Regions from separate parts of the Ovis aries genome. Here all the other regions are linked to region 2. The links are chromatin contacts, called in public Hi-C maps. All regions are on one chromosome and are shown on one strand. Each heading gives the region's core, a stretch centred on a gene start, on an enhancer-like site or on the middle of the called end of the contact. The rest is flanking DNA. Distances are from core to core; before and after follow the strand shown.

Region 1 (3,950 bases), core at 269-2,768, 420 kb before region 2:
GGCTCTTCATGACCTGGCTCCACCACTTCTCTGAAGGATTTTAAGTGACCCCCTATTCTCCTACTCTCTAACCCCCAACCCCCATATACCTGAACCAAGCTTTCCTCTTCTATGAAGAATGAACTTGAGGTCCTACTTCATGGAAGTGTTATGAGAATCACATGCACATAGTAGGTGCTTAAATTGATGTTAAAGGTAGATTCTGAAATGTAGATCTGAGTTGTTGACATAGGAAAATTTCTTGAAGAAACAAAATATACCAACTATTCTTTGTATCCTCTTTATTTCCTCATATTCAAAATGAGAATAACATAAACAATGTAAGGTGATAAAAATGAAATGAGATAATACTGTGTGTGTGCGTGCTCAGTTGTGTCTGACTCTTTGTGACCCTATAGATTGAAGCCCACCAGCCTACTCTGGCCATGGGATTCTCCAGACAATAATAGTGTGGTTTGCCATGCCCTCCTCCAGGGGATCTTCCCAACCCAGGGATCAAACCTGTGTCTCTCTCTAGTCTCCTGCACTGGCAGGCAGGTTCTTTACCACTAGTGTCGCCTGGGAAGCCCCAAAATAGCAATAGTAAGTTATCCATATTAGAATGCTATTATTTGTCTAAGAGGAGGGGATTAGCTAGAGAAAGTAGTTATCACAACTTCTACTGACGGGTCCTTCTAATCAGACACTCATCTCTCTCTGGCTCGCTCTACCCTCTTCTAAGGCCCTAATCTTCAAAAAACAGAAAACAGTAGACAAGGGCTTATAAGTTAGATTTGTTAGAGTAAAAGACATTTTTTTCCTTATTAAAAATCGCTGAAAGCTCCCTCTAGAAGGCATCGCATAGTACGCTGTTTAACTCTAGAAAGGATCCTGTCAGACAGGTATCACTATTCCCCTTTTTAAAGGATGACGAAATCAAGACTCAGAAAAATCAAGTAACCTGTCTAAGGTCACAGGGCCACTCTTAGTGAAACAAGCTGCACTCCCTCGGACTAGCCCGGAGGAGGGATTTCTTTGATCCACGAATTCCCGGATTCCTGTGTTTACTACCCCAACCCCCTACTCCCCAAAAGTTCATTCTCAGTGCCCTCGGGACTCCCTCTTCTTCTAACAGTTCCGTTAATTCTGGAGCTCAGAACTCAGACTCAGGATCAGAGAGACGGCTCCCTGGACAAAACCGGGCCCTGCTTCTTCCCCTGGGTCTCTTTTTCTTGACCGGCAGTTTCTCCCCTTCTCCCTTCTGCAATCTGGAACTCGCCTGCAGGTGGCGCCCTGATTCGCTCGGGGAACTTGGAGGGCGAGGACACCGGTCACCAGCGGCCTCCCTTCAAGGCCATTTTAAATAGTCCCTTGGCTGGCGCCCTGCACAGGAACCCTGGTAATGCGGTCATGCCCCCCGCCCCCGCCCCTGCCCCAGCCCGGTCTCTCTTCCTCTCCCCCGCCTCGCCCCTCCGCTCCCGTCCCCTGCCCCCTCCGGCCGGTGCGGTGCGGGAGCTGTCTGTCGGCGCTTCCTCCGAGGTCGGGCTAGGGAGCGGATCTCCAAGCGCTCTAGGCCGAGCCTGGGGCTCCGAGGTGGTGCTCCGACCCCAGAGCCTCCGCCGGCCCTCCCCCTTCCCCCATCCCCCACCCCCGGTGCTGCAGCTGTAGCGGGGGTGGAGGGATCGGGGGAAGAGTGTGACCCGTGAATGCTGGGCGAGGCGGGGCAGCTTTAAAAACTTCTGAAAGGCCACGTTCAAAGCCTCCAGGGACCGAACTTGGGCCGGAAGGCGGTTTCCACGGAGGGGGCCTAAAAGGGGGCGGAGGGTGCACCTGCAGGGGCGGGAGCGCGCTGCCTGGGAAGAGGGTCTGGGTACCCAGGAACCCTGAAGCCCGGGCCCGGCACTCGCCACCTGGCCCCAGCCTCCTCCGCCCCAAGCCCTTGCCCCCTCGGGGAGCCAGCGGCCCCTCCCGGGACTTTGCTTTCATCCTCCCGGCGGGATGGCAGTGGGGCGGGGTGGGAGCCTTTTTGGGCCGCGTGTTCCCTGCGGGGTCTTCCTTCCCTCCGGCCCCTCCTTAAGAACCAGAGGTTTTGCAGCAAAGTTGAATTCCCGGATTTTAATTCCAGTCCACCCGGGTGGGAGACGGCTGAGGAAGTGGGCATCGCGATGGAGGAAACGTTCCCACTTTACTTCCCACCCCCATAAAAATCACTGGGGAGGGTGAGAAGGAAGAGAAAAGGAGAGGAGGGGGCCCACGCTGGGGGTGAGGAGGTGGGTAGAGGGTGGCCAGGGTCGCATAGTGGTGAACCGGATAGTGGTCCGGGCGGGCGGCGTCTGTGCGCCTCGGCTGTGCCATCTGGGGGCACATCGGGAGGGGCAGCCGCTGGCCAGGGCCGCTCTTGAACAGACAGCTGACGCGGTCCCTCACGGGTCAGAGGGGGAAGGACTAAAGGGATTTTCACTAGTATGAGGATCTCCAGGCCCAAAGTCCTTCCTCTTGAGGCTCTTGAATTAATTAGGTAAATGATTTCCTTCATTGGTAGTTTCTGAAGAAGACATTTTCTGGTATCTTCTGAAACGGAGCGCTTTAGCCAGGTAGCAAATACAGGGAGGGTTCCCTTAGGACGGTATCCACTCCTGCAGTCTCTCGGGGCGTGAACAGATGGGTGGGTTAGTGGGAGCACCTGGGGATACGTAGACATGGAATCGAACAAAGCTCCTGAGTTAAGGAAGAAAAAGAGCTACTGAAAATAGAGTCGCTTGAAAATAAACAACATAAATTTTATTATTTTGCTTGGCGTTCTTTTCCTTGATCTGAGAAAGTAAAATAAATGAGTTTGGTTTTTTTTTCCAATTAGCATTTATTACATTTTCTCAAAGGCCTTGAAAGAGTTATTTTAATAAATTTGAAGAACAATAGTGCTGGCATTAAAGAGATGAGAACCGATCGCTAGGCTCCAGGAGAGTTTAGCTGCAACACTAACTTCAAATTTAGTGTCTTTATGTATTAAAAAAAAAAAAAAATAGGGCAGCGTTTTTATTAACTCATAACTTTAGGAGGTAGGGAACACTAAAAAAGAAAGAGACCTAAGGAAAAATAAAGCAATGGGAACAAAAAGAAACGAGATTAATTGTAACAGTCTGATCTTCAGTGAGTCCCAAGTCGGCATTCTAATACAGTGCACATGTCTGGTAGCTTTAACTTTACCCGCAATATTGGTGGGCCCGGTCTCTAAGCGCTTCCTAAGAAAGAACAAGCTTAAGCAAAATGTGTTCTCTTTTGTGAAGGTCTAGCACTTACTTAAGGAAGTTGCTCCAACAGAAAAAGGGGTCCTTCTGCTCTCGGGTGACCTGAGCAGATTTCACTGCTGTAAAATCGGCAGGTGTGTGCAGCATCTGCAGCGCAAGAGCCTGGACCTGGTAAGCCAGAGAAACAGTTGACCGGAGTACCTTGCCCTGGCATTTTAGCAGACAAGAACTGGCACGTTGAAACTGTCCATGTGATGGACAAAGAGATCGAGTTTCCTACAGAGCGCCCACTTTGCAGTCCAACATTCTCCTGTATACAGGGTGTAAGCAACATTTTTATCCCTTAAGACTAAAATGTAACCTTTAAAAGGAGTCAAAAGCATGGTCAAGGGCTCACAGGTCAAGTGCAACTTTTCTGGTAAAGAGCAAGAAACTTTGTAAAAGTTGGAATTGCCAGTCAAAGAGATAGTTTAAGATGCTACAAAATAGCCTGGTCACCCCAAGAGAACCAGAAATACTTGGGGGTGCATTTGTGTTTGTGAAGGGGGGTAATTGAGACTTGTTTTGCTATTGTTTGAATGATTTGAGGTTTACGGAAAGCGGACCTTATGAAGCTGGAAGGCTATACTTTCTGGGCAAAATACTCTTGGTGATTTCACCCTCAGAGCTGTGGGGTCTAAGACCTTTGCAAGCACCCTTGACCAGAGAAATCACACATCTAGC
Region 2 (3,745 bases), core at 642-3,141:
AGATTACTTCTTCATTTGACTGGAGAAGAGGAAAGCTGAGCTCTGGTCCTGGACTGCAGATTTCTTTTGATGTTTCACCTTGAACACTGAGAGAGGACAATCAGCCCCACTTCCAGCCCCCTCCTCACCACCTTAGCACATCCCAAGCTGTAGACACTGTGAATGTAACAGTAATTTTCCTTAACTCTAGCCTCTGTGGGAGTTTGGATTTATGGACCTCCCAAACAACTATAGCTGAGAGTTCCCAAGGGAAAAAAAAAAAGAAAAGATAGATCAAAGCTCTGTGTTTACTTCCTTAATGTAAATGTATCAAGATAACATCATCCGATATTCTATTGTAATATTGAAATTCACTGTAGATGAGGGACAGGGGTTCCTTTGTAGTCCATCTGGATACAGTAGATTAGATTAAAGGGCTATAAAATATGAAGGCAGAAACCGTATGAAACCTAAGCTTGTGTTAGTAAATATCTGAAGATAATTTTTTGACTCTCCATCAATGAATTTTGTTTAATGTGGCAACATTTTCCCAGTGATTTGCTCCTCAACCCCAACAATTTAACAGTCTCAGATTTCTTTCATATTTTTCTTGTACAACCCAACAAGAAAATGCCCAGAATTATTCGTCAAGTAATGTTTTGCAACTTGCACACCTTGAATTATAGATTTTGTAAGAGAATATCACAAGAGAAAAATGGGCTTTTACAAACATTATCTTGTCTATTGCACATTATTCATAGTTCATGGAAGTTTTTAAAAATCGAGTGGCTTAGACATGTGCAGCTATCACACTCATCATAATGGAATTAAGGAAGGCCTTCAGCTACAAACTAGTCATGAGAACATTTGATGAAATGAATGGGTTCTATTTTTTAGTATTTTAGTTGCTTATCTGCCATCACTATGAATAAATGATTTAATCAAGGAGCCCTCATTCAAAAGGGAAAAAAATTCCCTGTGTAGTTCCCCTAACCAGCTGACTTCCCATTCTGGAAAGCCTTGGTCAAGTAGCTGGGTTAATTGTCATGAAGATTAGTGTAATGTTGAAATAAGGACTAATGGTCAAATTACAGGAGTGAAAAAGTTTAAGAATAGGTTTTGGTTTGGGCCTGAAAGGGTTAATTAAGTTTTTTTCACGGCTTATTAAAGACCCCCAACCCAGGCCTTCAGGAGTCATATTGACACCCCACCCCAGGGCAACTCTCTCTGGTGACATGTTGCTGGTCAGAGCACAATAGTCTTCTGTGTCTGCAAATCATTGCTAAAATCATCTCAAGGAAAAAAAAAAAAGTTTGAAAGCTTTAACGTTAGACAAAAGCCCAAGAGCTGCACTGCGCAGCTCAAAAACCCGGAGTCAGCAACTTCTATTGATTAAAAACTAACCTTTAAAGTAACTCTGAGAGTGTGTGGTTAGCATTTAAATTTAAACATGTCATGAGTTGATTTGTGTTACTGAATACCAACTCAGAAGGAGTAACATTCACATCGCATTTTTTTTCTAATTCCCTTAAGCAGCTAAAGTATTTCATGAAATGTCAATAGGGCAAAAAGAAAAGGAGGGGGGGAACAGCCAATGCCGGGCCTGTAGTTTTCTTTCCCATGCAAATATTCACACACACACACACCCCCAAAAGAAAAGTGTGGAGAGTGAAACACAATAATTAGTCCTTTGTCTAACTTTCCCAAGTGCCAGAGAAAGACAGATTAATTAAATATACAACAGTGTTGGTTTTTGGAGTGGGGGTCTCGCTTGCTGGGTAGGTCATAAATTAGGCAGAATAAATACTTCAATGTGTTTGCAGTGGGCCTGCTACGTCAGAGCCACTGGAAGGTTGGTGGGAGGAGAGCGGAGGGTTTCTTGCTAATGATAGTCACGTCTGGGTCTGTCTGGTTGCTCTTAGCAACCAGACATGATGTAACACCAGGATGAACTTGAACTTGGGGGACTTGAAAAGAGAACAATAGACCAGAGCAATCAATAAAGCCTATTTCAGTGAAGGATTACAGAGCTGCTCTGGGGTAACCTTGTCGGCAAGGCACACACTGAATAGTAAGATGTGTGAAGAAACTTTTTTTCCTTTGCTTTGCTTTTTAAGAGAAGTGTAGAGGCACTGCAGATTTTTGTAGTGCACTGAGGTTGTGTCCAGAAACTGTGGAATGGAAAACTGCTCCCCCTACTGACTCACTGAGTCCCAGGCGCTTGCTTTGAGAACTACGACGCAGCGTCAGATTTAAAGTCTGGAATTTCACAACTGACTTAGAAAGTGTGAGAACAGACATTGTCAGCGTGACCCGCCGCATCCCAAGTTTGAGACTGTTTGGTTCCAGGGAGAACTCGGCTCTATCTCGGATCTGCGTCAGCTATGCGGGAGTCCAGCTAGAAATACGGTTTGGAGACTGCCTCCTGACTCCTCTCTTCCCCCCTCTTCTTTCTTTTGTCCAGTTCGATTTAGGCCCTGTGTATTTGCCAGGATGATTTCCTTTCAGGACACAAGAGGCTTTATTGTGCTCCTCAAAGCATGTGGTCAAAGAATAACATCTGAAAGTATACAGGATGAGCAGTTTTTCGGTTTAGACTTCAGGCTTTTCTTTTTTTTTTTTTTTTTTCCCTTCAAGTCCTCTGGAAATCAAAGGTAGCTTGTGTGACTAGGAAATCTTATCCCAACCTCCATGTAGCTATCATTTTGCCATTTATCCTGGAATCAAACGAGTCCTTGCTTTACCTAATTGAATCTCTTGGACACGGATGAGCCTTCATCTGACTGAGTCAACCCAAATGCAGCCCTTTCTAATACTGTCAACTCAGAGGTTTCAGAAGCGTTTAATTTTGCTTGAGGTTGATGATTTTTCTGTGAATAAATGTGGTGAATTTGGTAGGGTAGCTGTGGAGAAAAGTTGGCAAAAGCCATGTACTTTTTTATCTGACTTGAGAAACTGACTCTGATACTAAACCGTAATTGGTCACTTTGTTTAGCTAACAGAGAAAGAAGTGCCAGCGTATAGAGCGACGTATCGCCAGACTATTGCCAAAGCTAACCACCTAAGGGCTCATGAAAGGAAAAGGCAACTGGTAACTGGGTCCGGCAGTTAGATGCAAGGCTGTAAATAAACGTCAAAGGAGCAAAAGCACGCGTGAGGGCTGTGCCCGTGGCCTCGTTTTTTCCTTTGGACGCTATGGTAAAATCTTTGATACCAGTTGACGATTATATGTCATTTTTAAACATTTTATTTTAGAAATATTGAGCTGAGAGGAGCATTTTACATCGTAAAATCTACCTCATGCACATCTAAGGAGACTGAGTAGAAGAGAAATACTAGGACTTCTCCAAAGTCACCCAGGATTCTTGGTACAGCACTTGCCCTGCTTGAGCTCCATTTACTCTTCTGTCGGTTTTGATCCTCTGTGCCTGTTACAAGAACATTATGATAACTTCTCATTGAAAAGGAGATGCCGTGAGATTCATCAGAGAAGACATCCATGATGATATAAACCCTCTCCCTTCACCCATTCTCCATTCATTCCCCTCTGCTTTGTTTGGAAGCCTGTATTCCAGGCACTGAGCTAGGCGCTGAGGGTTCAATCAAAAACCAGGTGATAGAGCTTCCTGCTCTGCTACAGCTGCCCTCGCCAGATTGGAGCGTCCGTACCATGCATGTCTTTCAAGTAGGCATAAGTACTTGGTTGTGCAGGTTACACTCAGAGCATTGGCAGCCCCCAGCAAAGACACTGAACTCCAGTTTCAGG
Region 3 (3,588 bases), core at 1,045-3,544, 290 kb before region 2:
TGAGCTGAGAAAAATGCAGTTATCAAAATATAAACAAATAAAAGTGGTAAATTTGCCTCTTGTGCTTCAATTTCCAATGAATTACTTGTGAATCCAAGGAATTTCCTAAGAAAAGTGTCATCCATGGGTCAGAATGGTTGTTTTTAAAATTTTAAGACCCAAAATTTATGAAGTTAATGCACTTGGGAAAATTTATTGTTCTGTCCTTTTTCTCCTTGGTTTCATGTTCCAGTCTTTAAAATACTTGAAGCTGAAATTTAAATATATTAAAACTATTTTTATTTTAAATTCTTTCTGCATTTTTCTGCATTTGTATTTTGGTTGCCTACAGACACTCTATTTTTAACATGCATGTTGTTTTGACGGTTGGTACTGAGACTGTAAGAGCTAACCATCTTGACCTTTCTGTTCACCAGGTCAGCAGGAGGAAGCGTCTCAGAGTTAATTCTGTCTTGTTCACAGCTGGGGACAGAACATTCCTCTGTGATCCGCTTGCCCATGATTTGCTGAGATCTCTTGGAAGTCAAATTTGATACTATAAGTCCTGGGCTTCTGAGGTGGAGCACAGATCAACCTTACTGACACATTTGGTTAAGAATTAGATTAGACAAGACCTCTGTGGTCTTTAAAAGTTTCACAAACAGTTGAAAATGGAATTATTTGGTACATTATCTTAGTTTTGCAACAAGTTCCAATTTAGAAATTTCTTTAAGCCCAATATCAACCAAGATTCAGGACCTTGAAGAAATTTCGGTTAGGACTCTAAAAAATAGTGTGCATGGATGTAAAATTTTATTTTCAACAAAACAGCAAGTATTTCAATTAAGCAAGTATGTGTTATATTAGAAAGGATTTAAACCATAACAACTTGGCTTGCTTTATATAAATTATTATTTTGTAGTATCAAAAATTTTTACTTAAGAGTGCTCTTATCCTCATATTCTCTGATTTTTCTGTACCGTTTTTTCTGTAACTTTGCAGTTCAACTAAACAGAAACACTTAATTTCAGCATTGAAGAAGTTTGATTCATACATTATTGTTTACGAAATAGAAACGTTACATGGATGACAATAATTTAAAAATATGGTGACTTGTCTTGGTTGTATTCAAACTGCCCTGAATACTGAAGACCAAAATCCATGAAAAGTCTTTGCCCTGCTAGCTTCTTGCTTAGCATAAACTATGAACTCATAACTTTTCTGCAAAGATTTTCTTGAAGATCCTTTTCTCATTTAGTTCCTTTATCCCAGTTAGAGATCTTAATCTTTTGATGGGCAGCTACTTTTATTTCTGGTTCAGAACTGTAGTAGCACAGGTGAAATAGCTTTAACTAATGTCAGTCCATGCGGTTGCAGAAGAGTCGGGAAACGACTTAGCAACTAAACAACAACGAATGTATGTTTTGGTATTTGGAGAGAGAATTTGAAGGATGCTTTATTTAAAATACCCTGTTACAGCTATCAGAAGTTTCTCCTAATTTATTTTCTTGCAGGTATTTCAAAGATGCTTAATCATTAAATGATGATTGAGGAATTTAATGATAGAATAGATAGGAATGAGAATTGGGAGGTGGGAAGGAGTCATTGGATCTGAGAAACACCCGTAGTTTGGCGAGGTGGGACTGTGAAAAAGGCATAGGCCCTACTGAGGTAGCTTCAAGAAGTGGACGCTTGTTTTGGAGTAATGGTAGCAGGTATACATGGTTTGGCTCATTCAGGCCCCTCTCTCAGGAGGGACACATGTGAAACCATCAGCACGTGTATTGGTCTTGTATTAACTGTGGCAAGGTTGTGCATTAAAGAACATCACCATCACCAAAAGGGTGGGAACACCCCAGCGGCAGTGGCTAGTGGCCAGGTGCTTTAGGATAACACCGCAGGCAGGCCTGGCCAATCAGATGCACGCTCTTGCTGGCAGTTGCTCCTTTGGCCACCACTGCAGTAAACACTTTCCCTTGGATGTTGGTTTTCTGTTGTGTCTGGCAGCCACACAGGGCTGCTTGAACTTTAGCCAGAGGCAAATATTTATACATCAGAGTGTGCAGTGTTCAACTGGTCAGGCCTGAGAGGGAGAGTGAGAGACCTCCGTGCCTTCTGGCCAAAGAGGATGTGTTTCCCCCGGTGCCCCATCCCACCCCCTTTCCACCGGGTGACATGGTGAAGTGGGACCATCCTGGAGGTCGCAGGAGCTCGGGCTGCCTGTGCTGCTTTCCTAAACGCATCCAGGCACAACCTGGGGGTGTGCTTTCCGAAGGGAGGGCGTCCTGACATTGCTGCCTGCTCCTTTAATTTCTCTTGGAAAGTTTACAGTTAATATTTTCCCTGGAACACTGTCAAGCTTTTGACAGAGCCCGAGTGTATGCCGAACTGTGAAATCGAGCCCGAGAAGCAAGTTGTGAGAAATCTGTTTCTACTCAAATCCGTAAGGTTTCGTGAAAAACAAAAACAAAAACAGAAAACTTCAGGGGGGAAGCCGGGAGCGGTCCGGGCCGGCCTCTCGTGGTGCGGGCTCGGCCGCCATTTTAAGAAGCCGGCGCAGGGCGACGCTGGGCTCCTTACATGGCGGCTGTATTTACTCGGCCGCAGCCAATCACGCCGGCCGGGCCGGGCACGTGACGCGCCACGAGGGCACGCTCAGCCATTTCCTCGCTGCTGAGAAACTTGCTACCTCCACAGAGCGCTTTACCTTGTTTTGCGTGCCAAATGTTCCTGCAGAATGTGTCTAGCAGACTGGCATTTGTCCATAAAGTTATTTTAGTAGGTAAAAAGTCTCTGAGCACTTGAGCTTTGTGCATTCTTTATGTAAAATGGATTTCCCTTCTTGGCCAGAGGCCAAGGGTACAGCACACTCGCTGGGTGAGAAGAGAGCTTCTCTGCTGAGAAACTGGTGGACCGACACACTCTAATTTTTTGGCTTCTGACCAAACAAGCTCGATGGATGCCAAAATTCAACAAAATAACACATTATTGTGTGATAGGAGCCCTACTCGAAGAGAGCAGGAACTCGGAAGAACTTCATACTGTCCCCCCTCCCCCCATTTTTTAAAGCATTGTCACTTTGGGGAGCTTGCTTTGGGGAACAAGAGGAAAATAGCAAAATGCAGCCGTAGAGACTAAGGTATGATTTGCACATAACCGTGAAGGAAGGAACTGAAGGAAAACAGAGGAGTTTAAAATTGCTTTTATGAACTTTTCCCAGACATAACACAGTTCCATGACTTGACTCTTACTCGGATTCTTAACCCTGTAGGCTCCATCTATGTGTCCAGGCTGAATGGTGGGCTACTTAATAGGCAAATAATTTACGTGAGATTTAAGCACTTTGAAAAGGACAAACCTAAGGATACCTGTAAATGCCAATGATGGAATCTTGGCAAGCTTATGAGGAACAGCAGAAACCTTTGTATGTTTACATGTTCTAGTATGCTTTTGCCCCCTGACGTCTGATTTTGAAATCTGTTAAATTACTTGTCTAAGTCAGGTGAGCTCGCTGTACCTCAATTTCCACATAGGTAAAACGAAGACATTAAAGAAGATAGTTAAGATCTTTTTGAGCTCCAAGGGCACTAAAATCTGAATAAACAACAG

What was found. Hi-C and Micro-C count contacts between places; a contact is called where the count stands out from the background.
Region 1: a contact with region 2 is called in a Hi-C map of hypothalamus, with 6 times the contacts expected there. The contact joins two enhancer-like sites. A contact is called at or near these places in 7 of 16 Hi-C or Micro-C datasets (hypothalamus, liver, mesenteric adipose tissue and 3 more).
Region 3: a Hi-C map of tail adipose tissue shows a contact between it and region 2, with 2.2 times the contacts expected there. The contact joins two enhancer-like sites. A contact is called at or near these places in 2 of 16 Hi-C or Micro-C datasets (skin fibroblasts and tail adipose tissue).

What each region holds. Positions count from the first base shown.
Region 1 is chr1:36,290,138-36,294,087 of ARS-UI_Ramb_v3.0, forward strand. LOC105612174 (a long non-coding RNA gene) reads right to left here. Exons shown (of 6, transcript XR_009599378.1): 5 at 3,280-3,395; 6 at 2,080-2,662. Among named protein-coding and RNA genes, the nearest start is that of NFIA, 26 kb to the right of the region's middle. Within about 2 kb of position 1,519, at least 36 of the 54 cell types and tissues checked have an H3K27ac peak or open chromatin away from gene starts, as enhancers often do. A contact at or near this core is called in hypothalamus, where this site is marked.
Region 2 is chr1:36,710,055-36,713,799 of ARS-UI_Ramb_v3.0, forward strand. All of the region lies in intron 9 of NFIA (nuclear factor I A), which reads left to right. Among named protein-coding and RNA genes, the nearest start is that of TM2D1, 250 kb to the right of the region's middle. Within about 2 kb of position 1,892, at least 27 of the 54 cell types and tissues checked have an H3K27ac peak or open chromatin away from gene starts, as enhancers often do. A contact at or near this core is called in hypothalamus and tail adipose tissue, where this site is marked.
Region 3 is chr1:36,423,382-36,426,969 of ARS-UI_Ramb_v3.0, forward strand. All of the region lies in intron 2 of NFIA (nuclear factor I A), which reads left to right. Among named protein-coding and RNA genes, the nearest start is that of NFIA, 110 kb to the left of the region's middle. Within about 2 kb of position 2,295, at least 42 of the 54 cell types and tissues checked have an H3K27ac peak or open chromatin away from gene starts, as enhancers often do. A contact at or near this core is called in tail adipose tissue, where this site is marked.